Regions from separate parts of the Mus musculus genome. Here regions 1 and 3 are each linked to region 2. The links are chromatin contacts, called in public Hi-C maps. All regions are on one chromosome and are shown on one strand. Each heading gives the region's core, a stretch centred on a gene start, on an enhancer-like site or on the middle of the called end of the contact. The rest is flanking DNA. Distances are from core to core; before and after follow the strand shown.

Evidence for each region. Hi-C and Micro-C count contacts between places; a contact is called where the count stands out from the background.
Region 1: a Hi-C map of muscle stem cells shows a contact between it and region 2, with 2.7 times the contacts expected there. The contact joins two enhancer-like sites. A contact is called at or near these places in 3 of 484 Hi-C or Micro-C datasets (the C2C12 cell line and muscle stem cells).
Region 3: a contact with region 2 is called in a Hi-C map of muscle stem cells, with 2.5 times the contacts expected there. The contact joins two enhancer-like sites. A contact is called at or near these places in 3 of 484 Hi-C or Micro-C datasets (the C2C12 cell line and muscle stem cells) and 1 of 115 datasets of contacts at active chromatin or transcription factors (pancreatic cancer cells).

Annotation. Positions count from the first base shown.
Region 1 is chr5:21,480,627-21,484,386 of GRCm38.p6, forward strand. It overlaps Fam185a (family with sequence similarity 185, member A), which reads left to right. Exons shown (of 8, transcript NM_177869.4): 8 at 1-1,498. It overlaps Fbxl13 (F-box and leucine-rich repeat protein 13), which reads right to left. Exons shown (of 21, transcript NM_001199632.1): 21 at 3,221-3,511. The coding sequence ends at 3,310. Among named protein-coding and RNA genes, the nearest start is that of Fam185a, 58 kb to the left of the region's middle. Within about 2 kb of position 1,980, at least 24 of the 459 cell types and tissues checked have an H3K27ac peak or open chromatin away from gene starts, as enhancers often do. A contact at or near this core is called in the C2C12 cell line and muscle stem cells, where this site is marked.
Region 2 is chr5:21,143,199-21,146,773 of GRCm38.p6, forward strand. It overlaps Gm42222 (a long non-coding RNA gene), which reads left to right. Exons shown (of 3, transcript XR_880865.1): 3 at 1,264-1,763. Among named protein-coding and RNA genes, the nearest start is that of Gm42222, 6.9 kb to the left of the region's middle. Within about 2 kb of position 1,488, at least 113 of the 459 cell types and tissues checked have an H3K27ac peak or open chromatin away from gene starts, as enhancers often do. A contact at or near this core is called in the C2C12 cell line, muscle stem cells and pancreatic cancer cells, where this site is marked.
Region 3 is chr5:21,496,233-21,500,053 of GRCm38.p6, forward strand. The region is part of intron 18 of Fbxl13 (F-box and leucine-rich repeat protein 13); the gene reads right to left. Among named protein-coding and RNA genes, the nearest start is that of Lrrc17, 45 kb to the right of the region's middle. Within about 2 kb of position 2,464, at least 39 of the 459 cell types and tissues checked have an H3K27ac peak or open chromatin away from gene starts, as enhancers often do. A contact at or near this core is called in the C2C12 cell line, muscle stem cells and pancreatic cancer cells, where this site is marked.

The sequences.
Region 1 (3,760 bases), core at 730-3,229, 340 kb after region 2:
CCAAGATATGTCTTAGGACCTCCAGTGATACCTGAAACCACAAACAGTATCAACGCTGTACACTGTGGGGTTTTTGCTTTTAATATAAACACATATGACAGCCAAATGCTTTTTCTATACAACTAAGCAGTTATTTACTCTGGCCAAAGCCCTTACCAGTTTAGTCCCAATATCAAAACTAGATGCCTTTCTTTTTCTTCTTTACAAGTTCACAAACAGTGTGTCCACCCTGACTGTAGGGCCTAGCAGCTTCAGCAGATGATTTTTATTTTTAATTTTTGCTTACTAAGTTGAGAACGTTTACCTTTTTCCTAAAGCACTCTGTGGCTTCTCTTTGCCAGACCTAATTAGTGATGTCAGACATGACACTGTGGTTGTGCTTTAGCGCCATTACTAAGCTAAGGCTTCTTGAACCCTGGTACTGTGTGCTACTGTGACAGTTTGATGGCCTCGGTAACTACTGAGTGACTAACGGACGGTGAACACCCAGCATGCGCGTACTGGCAAAGGAATGCCTCGCAGCCCAAATGCAATGGCAGATTTCCTCACGCTTCTTCACCGAAGAAATAAAATGCAGAACCTTGGATGGGGGCAAGAGAACAGTGCTACCCCAGATTTAATAACTTCAGATAGCGTTCCCTCACCGGAGTCTATGTAGATGCTTATGCTGGGGTTCCGCTTAGTGTATCACATGGCCGGGATAAAAGTGTTGTCCAGGCTGAGGATGCTATCTAGGAGCTGCGGGGAGAACTCTGCCAAGAGTTATAGGGAAAATCGGCTTCCTTATACCTGGATGATGTAATTTCTTACTGGCTTCAGCTAATGGTCACCTCGTCTTCTAAAGACAACCACATGCTCACCTTCCTAGTGCAGCCCCTCTTCAGGCAAAACAGAGTCCTTCTCTCATGCCCTGAATGTCTGACTTTCTTATAAGCTGGAACAATCTCTGCTTGGTTGGCCAAGTTATTTAACATGATTATGAGAATATCCTAGGTATGTACACCACTCCCACTAGAAATGGTTATGAAAACGTGGCAGCCATTGGAGTCAGCTCAGGATTCCTGGTATCGGAATTCCCATGGGAAAGACTTCCCTCTTACTATGTCCCTCCTGAGTCATCACTGCCTCCAACTTGTGAATAAACCCTTATGTGGGGAAAGCGATGCTGCCGGGTTTTAGTTGGTCTTCTGTGGGTTAGGATGGACCTCCCTGTGGGAAAGAGCTGCTGTTCTGTCGGCTGACTATGAAAGTGCAGGGCACTTTGACAGCGGTGTGCTTTAGAGAGTCACTTCATGGATTCCATTTCTTTAGAAATGTCAACTGTAACATTAAAAACTATGCTGTATTGAGTAGATCAGTTGGTTGGGTTGTGTATTTTGATTTAGATAAATCAGTGATATTAAATAAACTTTTCTAAATATGAGTCTCCTTTTTATTAATATTCCATTTCTGTATATACTTTCTAATTTCTTATTTATGAAATAAAAAGTCACCCTTGCTTGGTTTGTCACTGTCCCATCAGAATTTATATAAGCCTGAATGTCTCACGTGCCAGGATAGTTTGTGTGGTGTGTGTGTTAAGCAAAGGAAGCAGCAAGGCACTAAGGCAGTTTTTATAATATTTTTTCACTCAGGCAACTAGAAAAATATTTTCATGACTAGAAATAAAGTTGATAAAAGTAGCCAAAATAACCCAAAAGATCATGAGTTAGAATTCAGCTCATATTGTTTATGATTACACCTCCTTGCATAGTTGGTTTTCCTGATTGCAACCCCTTCCCTTCCCTTCCCTTCCCTTCCCTTCCATTGCTTCGGTCCAGAGTTTATCTCCTCGGGGTGATGAACAGGCCTCTCATTCTTGGTTTTCAAAAGACATTAAAAGTTTGAAACAAGCTTTGACCATGAAGCCACCTGCTGAGTGTCTCCCCGGTATAGCAGGGTTTGTTTGGCCTTGGCCTTTTCTCCTGTGCAGATGGGACTCCTTTAAAGCCAGCTGCCTCTTTTATGTCTCCCTAGCTGTGCACACGAAACACTCGGGGGTCAGACTTCTGAAGCCAACTTTCATGCAGCTGCCACAAATCTCCAAATTTAGTTAGAAGTCACACTCCGACCATAGTCAGCTTAGGTCCTTGGCACAGCTCTTCAAACTTGCTGTTTAACAGACTCACGAGCTGTCCACTCCCAGAAGCCTTTCTGCCACTGATTACAAAGAGGAGGAAAATTGTTTAAAAGCATTTACCTGATAACAATACCCAATTGTGTGGCGTAGAGGCTTCTAAAGAACTTCTTAATATCCTTTAAACGTTTTAACTTTATTTTCGATTTGTAGTCAAAGAAGTTAGAGTCATTTAAGAGGTAAGTAGCTGAGGAACTGAGCGAGAGACTTCCTGCCATTGCCCTGTCACAATGTGTGTGGTGGCAGCTGGAAAGCTGCTGTGTCAGCATCAGACCCTAATGGGAAAGCCCTTGATAGAAAACATATTAAATTAGTTTTTAATCATGAAATTAAAGGCCAGTTCTTCGTAGAAGATTGAAAGGTGTCTGGTTTGTGTCTTTTTGACATTTCATAGTTAAAATCCCTGTGTTGTCCCAGTGATAAGAAGCTAAGGTGTCCCAGGAGTGCCCCTCCTTTCTGGTCACATTGTTCTTGTTTCTCTTTCCTGGCTTCTGTTGAGTGTTGAATCTAGAGCTGTCTTTTAGCTCTCCTTTATTGTCAGATGTCTGGAAATTACAAGAAAGCTGCTTTTTGCCTTTAAAATCGTATGTTTCTGTCATTTATACTAAAGCTTCACAGGCCCTCCCAGTTAGCACCGCGGCTCCAGATGTTGCCAATTCCCATGCTTTCTAGTCCTGTCTGGAGAGCAGTTTCTACTTCTTAAAAATCAAAAGCCGTGGAGCTGTTTCCTACATTGTAACCGGGGGTCAGATCCGTTCACCTCAACTATTAGTTTGTTTAGAGCTGGAGAGGTGGCTTAGTGGTTAAAAGTCCTTACCGGCTTTTAGGACCCAGGTTCACACATCTGCTCACAGTCATCTTTAATATCGGTTCCAGGTCATCCAATACCCTCGTCTGGCTTTTGTGGGCTCCTGCACACACACTATATGTGCACGCGCACATACATTAAGTAAGTAGATCTTAAAAGGTAACTTGATAAGGTTACCTTTGCAGTCTTAATTTATATAAAGGTGACATTTGCAAATGAAATAAAAAGGGCAGATGTGCACTGCTTTTTGACATTGTTATTGAGAACCAGCAACTCACAATATTTACATCAAATGAAGGGAAATTGTTGTAGATGTTTTGTTTTCCTATTGGTGTTTGGAGTCTGGATCCTCCTCGTCGATGCTGAATGGCTCTTTGACTATCAGTTTTGAGTAAGTTCTAAGTTGTACTCGACTATGAATCTTGTCAAGAGGGTTGCCTTCAGAGTCGTAGCCAAACCAATGTGGAGGGTTGTCGGAGTTGTATTCCTGATGCTGGACCACAGAGGACATTTTCTGAGCCGCTGCCCTGCAATGACAGTGCTTAACATTAGTGAGATGCGAAAGTGATTTCTACAGTTCACAAACTGGACTGAATTTGGAATTAAGAACTGTCACCAGTCACATTTAATGCAGAGCTTCAGTTCTATGAGGGGAAGTTTGGGAATTGTGCTAATAGTCAGGTTCCTCTGGCACAAGTATCTGTAGCTTAGCCAATCCAGGCCTTACCAGGTAGTTGAGGGGGTGAAGACTTTTCATAGCCCAGGAGCAGGAGGAG
Region 2 (3,575 bases), core at 238-2,737:
TGTAGTTCCCAGGAGGGCAAGAGCTTTTGACTGTTCCACCCTCAACACACAAGAGAGTACTTGTCTCAAAGTAAGTGCTAAGGCAATGTTTGTTGAATGAATGAATGAATGAATGAATGAATAAAACATAGATAAGCTGTGGCCCTTGTGCATTTGCAACTCTTCACAAACAGCAAATTGTTCATCAAAACATTACAGGAAAAATTCGGAAACTTTTGAATTGTCTGCTGATGAGGACTGTTGTTTTAATGTAAAACGAATATCCTTTTTTTCTCTTTCCTCAAGCGTTTGCTCTGCCGAGTCTCTGGCTTCTCTTCCTCCCCAGTCTCCACACAGGTGTTACGACGGGGCATCCTGCTTCGGTTTCCTGTCTTGGCTCATCTTCGTCTGTGCACAATCTCGTCTACTTTTATGGCTCCCATTATTTCGTGGCCTTGGATTTCTCTCCAACTTACAAGTCCAGCATTGACATTTATTGTTGGTCTAAGTTTTGTTTTTCTGGGCTGAGCCACCTTTCAAGATCTTAAACCTCATTGCTTAAAGCCAGATTTATCTTTTTTCCCCCTTAAAACTGGATCCTGTTCCAGCTATCTATTTCTGCTAATGATCTTGCCTTCTTCTAAGTCTGGAAGCATTTCAAGGCTTATAGTCATGAAATGTTACATAATGCGTCTTCACACTGTCAAGTCTGTTTCTTAGTCTCCTAGAGAAGTCACCTTCCTTTTTTCCTCTGAGATCCCGTATTTTAGCACACTGTGAATCAGCTGGTGGTGCTGGTCCACTGGGCCTGTTCTGGGCTAGCAGTGCTCATCTGAGTCTAGTCTTCTGTTTCACCGCTAAAGAGTCAATTCTGTTTCAGAATACAGACCTGACATTGTCCAGGTTTATTTATTTATTTATTTATTTATTTATTTATTTTTAAAGAAAAGACCTTTTCTAGGTCATAGAAAATTCAACTAGTCACAAAAAGAATTTAAAATATGGGTCAGTGGGTAAACATTCCCAAGAACATGGGTTCAGTTCCCAGACCTGCTGTAGTATAGGTGAGCCTACACTCACAAACACACATCATACATACATGTGCACACATATACAATAATAATAAAAAATAAAAAGTCAAATCAGTCGTCATGATTAACTCAGATTGATTATTAACATTGTGATGCATATATAGCCTTTTGGTTTTCTTTCTCTGTCCAAGTTATGATTATATTTTTAAACCATGAAGGGATTCTTTATATCTTTTTTGTTATTGTTGTTCAGTTTGCAGACTTGCTCCCTGAGTTTGCTGGACTTCCGTACCTTTTTCACTATGTGATGCTGTTTTTACGTGACTGCTCCTACGAGGGGGGCTAAGGACTTGGTACAGCCGAGCAGATGCATCCTCTCTGGACTTTGATTCCTGAGCTGTTGACTCAGAGCAGCAGGGATGACGGATGACGCAGAGTCCACTGTGGCCTGGGCAGCAGCTATGGCAGCTGCATCCGGTTTCCAGTTGAGAGAAAGACAGCTGTTCTGAGGCAGTATGCAATGTCCTGCATCCAAGGACTTCGCAGTGTGAGCCACGGGGTCAGCCTTTGGCAGCTGGGCTGGTGACTTCATGGGAGCAGCCCTGTGGAATGCAAGGGTGTGACTCTTGCCTGGATGATTCTCCTTCCCACCTCTGCTTCTTGAATTAGCTTAAAAGTCAACTTAATTTATTGGCAACAGAAACTAAGCTGTCAACAATAGTGTGCTCTTACAATAATCCTTTCCATGTGGCTTGTGCTTGTCTGAATGCTGTCTGTGATTTAGCTTGTCATTTTTACAACAACCCTGTGAAACAGAGACTGGTATTAGCCCCATTTTATGGATGATCAAACTGAGCTATGGGAAGACTAGGTTATCCAACCAAGGCTACACAGTTGTCAGTGGTGCCTCTGAAGCTCAAACCCCTCCACTCTGGCCTCATTCTTAGGAGTGTTGATTGGTCTACATATTCTTTTATAACTTCTTTTTTCATGTGACAAAATTTAATGAGCATTTCTGTGTTGTTAAATATTCAGGTAAGTTGTATAGTGTTCAAAGGGTGATTCATGGTCTACCCAACCGACTCCCTATTGTTAAACACTAAGGATATCCTAGTGCATAAACATTTTAAGTTTTAGGCTAGCATATGAAGTCATGGCTTCATCATGCCAGTCTCACCCATGTGTCATGATGCTTCATTCTTATCTGTTCCCTTTTATACTGAGTCCTAACATCCATGACTTACTTCCTTACACTGAAGGCCCAAAAGTGGGTGGGATGTTTGGTGTCTTAGTCAGGGTTTCTATTCCTGTGCAAACATCATGACCAAGAAGCAGTTGGGTAGGAAAGGGTTTATTCAGCTTACACCTTCTACATTGCTGTTGATCATCAAAGGAAGTCAGGACTGGAACTCAAGCAGGTCAGGAAGCAGGAGCTGATGCAGAGGCCCTGGAGGGATGTTCTTTACTGGCTTGCTTCCTCTGGCTTGCTCAGCCCGCTCTCTTATAGAACCAAGACTACCAGCCCAGAGATGGTCCCACCCACAAGGGGCCCTCCCCGCTTAATCACTAATTGAGAAAATGCTCCACAGCTGGATCTCATGGAGGCATTTCCTCAACTGAAGCTCCTTTCTCTGTGATAACTCCAGCCTGTGTCAAGTCCACACACAAAATCGGCCAGTACATTTGGTCAAAGGGAAATTTAACTACCTTCTAGAAAGGCAATCCCAATTTTGTTTTTATACACAGCAATATATATGGGCATTCTGTTTCCCTGAGTTATTAACATTGAACATTTAAGTGGTATGTGTATGTGTGTGTGTGGTGAAAAATGATAGATATTTTTTCTTTTAAATTTTGAAATTCTTTAAAGATTTAAAAATACAATTTTAGGGGCTGGGAGGTAGCTTAATTGGTAAAGTGGTGGAGACAGGAATCTGATCCCTAGAACCAATGTCATAAGCCATTCTTGCTGTAGAGTGCTTATAATTCCAGCCCTGGGGAGAAGGGAAGGGGAGGCTCCCTGGAGCTGCCTGTTGTCTCTTTTGCCTAATTGGCAACTCCTGGGTCACAGTGACAGACTCTGCTTCAAACCAGTGAGAATGGCTTCTGAAGAATGTCACCTGAGACTGACTGCTGGTCTCTGTGGACAGGCACACATATAAGTCTGCACACTTGAACATACATGCGCATTCTCCCACACGAACACATGCACATGCAAAACATTCGGCCATTTGTTTAGTCCTTTCATAATTTTTTTCATCATCTATAAGATGAAGTTGAGACTACTCAAGACTCTTTCTGCCTTTTTTGTTTATTTCTGTTTTTTCTTTTCTTTCTTTTTTTATTAGATATTTTTCTTTATTTACATTTGTTTCTGTTTTTTGAACAAGGTTTCTCTGTATAGCCCTGGATGCCCTGGAACTCACACTGTAGACCAGGCTGGCCTTGAACTTACAGAGATCAGCTTATGTTTGCCTCCTGAGTGCACCACCACCTCCCTGCTTAAATCTAAAGACTCTTAGTGGTAAAGCTGCCATCCAGCCAAAGCCCTCACGGATTGCTGAC
Region 3 (3,821 bases), core at 1,214-3,713, 350 kb after region 2:
TTTGCCTACAGGCAACCTGACAGGTTTCGTTTAACTTAGGCAAGTTTCATCTTACATAGAGCAGAAACAGCCTAAGAATTGTCTTGCTTTTAACATGTCCTCCTGTAGTTCTCTGTGGACACTTACATGAAGATAACAGATGTGTGGGTCATTTATGAAATTCAGCCAAACCTCAGCTGTCTCCTGGCTCTCTCGGTGGGAGTGGGCAGGAAGCCGGGCCTGGGGCGGGACTTACTAGGCTTCACCTAGTTCTTTGCCAAGAGAACATGGTACCCAGCGCTCTAGACTCCCTTGAAACCCTATATGCTATGGGACTCTGAGAAGCTGTTGAAGTTCACATCCTTTGAAGTCTGGCAAGTTTCAGATCCTGTTGGACGGCTGACAATTGGAAACACATTGGCGTCAAGAGCAACACAAAGCTGAGATCCCTGCTTTTGCTCACAGCCAATGAAGAAATAATAAAGCTCTGGTATCTGTGTCCCCCACCCCCACCCCCCAGTTGCATCTACATTCCATGAGTCTCCTGGCATTTGCTGTGTTATCATAAAGCTCGGGAGACTGTCCTTAGTGTGGATGATCTACTCGACAGGGATTTCCAAAATGCAGCTCTTAATTGTTCCAGGTTTTGTGGCTGCTGCTTTTTTAACAAGTACCAGATGACCATCCCTTTAAGTCTACTAAGAAATCATTTAGCTCCTCTCCTAGGACCTTTTAAAAAATCCCACAGCCTGAGATCCTCTGGGAGCTTCTTCATCATAGACATTTTAGTCAATACTCCCCTGGAGAGAGACGACTGCAAAGGCTTCCCTGGACACCGGAGCCAGAGCCAAGAAAGCCAAACTGTTTGCCTGGTCTACTTCCCTGTACAGGACAGCTCAGAGCCTCTGCTGCATCAGAGGCCAGGGATTAAGGCCGGTTTGACTAGGAATCTTGATTGTTCTTCCCCTTTCAACCCACAAGCACAATTTCATCCCTGGAGAATAGGTGTAGTTATCAAACTCTCATACTTTGATAATTACTGCATGACTTAATGCTGGAAACTAAATAGAAATCAATGTTGATCTTTTCAAAAATTGTTGCTAAGGGGAGCTGACTTGCAGAGCCCATCTTAGGCATTGTGAGTCAGGATGTATCAAAGGCTACCAAAATCAGCTTTGGTTTAGCACTGGAGGGTGGAGATATCAATGGATAAAAATATTATTGATGAGAATCTTGCATAAACAATATTTTAGGACTACTTAAAAGTTAGTGAATAGTTTTGAAGATAAGGAATGAGACACATGGACATGATTCACGTTTGCTGTTCAGGGTCCATGAATAAACCCTTCTTAAACTCCAGACATGCATGTACGAAACAGGATAGTTAGAGGCCAATCTGCGAGAAGAGGGCAGTGGTTGAACAAGGTAGATACTTGGACTGTTCAAAAGCCAACACACACACACACACTCATACTCACACTCACACACCAAGAACAGGGAGGAGGAATAAATGGAGAGATGATGAGACAGAAAATTTTTTCTGAATAGAACATCTGGTCTTGTGCAACTAATAATGAAATAATTCTTTTAAAAAGATGTCTTTAGATCAGTGAAAATAGAGAGCAATTTGGAAAGTTTAAATTTTTAAAAAACATGCCAGAATTTTGCTTATGATAATAAGAGTTAACAAAAGTGCATACTTTTGCTTAGACTCTCCAGCACCTAAAAACAGTATAAATTTAGGCACTATAGAAGAGTGGGGGGGGGGGGCAGTGCCTGGAGCCCAGAAGATCAAAAGCAAATGGCAGAAAGTGAGTTTTCTGATTCTTAGCCTCAGCCTTATTCCAAGAAGCATTTTTAACGTGATGAATATTTAGAGGCTAATATCATAGCATAGTTTTCACTAGAAAACTTCTGAAAGATTCACTCACCGGTCAAACACAACTGCCTCCTCTCTAAGAAATGTAACTCAAGACTAGAATGGCAAGATTCTTAACTTTTACTTTGGTCTTCATTCATTCGGTAAATACTTATCTAACATTTATAACTGCCCACAACTGAACTGACTACTAGCTACTAGCTCAAATAAACAGTCTTTTCTCTCAAGCAGACTAGAGTCGTGTCACTGAGTCTGCTTCCCTAACAGAGCACTCCTGGCATGTGGGTCAAGTCTTCCATTGTTGTTTGGGTTCTGCAATGCACTGCATGATACAAATCTTACTCCTGGCCCATGGATGAATGGATAAATGAGTGTTTAAGTGGGTAGTTAAGTAGATGGATTCATACTGTATATAAACATTGTAAAATATGGTACTGTATCTCATAAATACATACAAAAATTATTAACAGGCAGGTGTGTCTGTGTGTCTGTGTGGACTGACTCGGCATCAAGACTTGTCAAAAACAATGTAAGACATTAATAACAGTATAATGCCACATCAATACTGAATCATCTCATATTTTTGGTTGTGAGCCTAGCCTTTAAAGACTGAGCCATCGCTCCAGCCCAATACTGAGTCATCTTAATGACACATTTATTTGCAATGATGCTTAACTGCTTTGTATTTTAAATCTTTGATCTGCCACCTTTTCAATTTTTTTTTTTTTGAAAGCCTGACTGGATAAGGCTACTGGATAAGGCCCTGTGTGATACTTGTTTCACTTTTCAATTAAACTACAACTTTTACTTATAGGAATCTTTTGGCTTCTTTTCATAGCAAGTTCCATGTACCTAAGCATTTGTGATCCCTTTTATTATCAGTTGTAACCTCTCAGCCATTAGTTCTCTCAGCTGTAAAATCAGAAGAGTGCTTCAGCTGTCCCTGAGCTTCCGTCAGCCCCAGACATGCTATGCTAAGGTCTCAGCATGGGCTGACCGATGCAGCTCTTCAGTCTGTGCCGTACTCCAGCACTGCTCGAGTCATCATGGAAAGCGTCATCCGGTTTGTCCTGCTCAGAAACATTCCCACACTCCGCAGACTTCTCAGCTAACGCTTGTGGTACCCATCGCTTGAGCAATTAGCTTTTTATTCCCTGTAAGAAAGTGTCGCGCCTTTCTTCCCTTCAGTGGTTCCCTTTCTTCCTACTTAGCCTAATGCTTTCCTAGTTTGGGAATCTTTTAGCTCCCAACACATTTTTATGCGATGCTTCCAATGGGTTAACAGTTTCTCATGCGTAATTTTCATTTCTTCCTTGTCCAATGCACAACACACACTTTTGGGTAGTGTTCTGTCTGTCTGTCTGTCTGTCTGTCTCTCTCTCTCTCTCTCTCTCTCTCTTGCATGTGCATGTTCTTGCTCTCTTGCTCTCTGCCTGTCTTTGTCTGTCTCCTCCCCACACACACTCATTTAGATGCTTAAGATGCTAAAACATTTCCTTGGCTTATGTGGAGTGTGCAAGGGCTGCATGTTTCTCGGGCCACGCCTAGGGACCCTTCCCCTTCGCATGAACTCTTCCAGCACAGAGCAATCCATCTTACTCCATCACTTACTTCATGCTGTCCATTCCATCGACATACATTACAAACTATGTTTACATAACTCGACCTCCAAACTGCTAGATATCTGTATAGTGTCTAAACTCCCACAGTTTTCATGGTTAGATTATATATTTTAATATTCTCTCTTATAGAATATTTTCACAATTTGCAAGGACTCTGAGCCACATAGACGTTCCTCACTCTCCAAGTAAATGCATCTATGTACCCTATGAGTTTTACACAGAGACAGGAGAGAGTAGATGGGGAAGAAATGAGGCCACAAAGCTTCCTTGCCACCTCAGGCTACAGAGGCCTTGCTGAGAACCAGTGGAACACACTAGCCACCTTTGTGTTCCAGTGAATA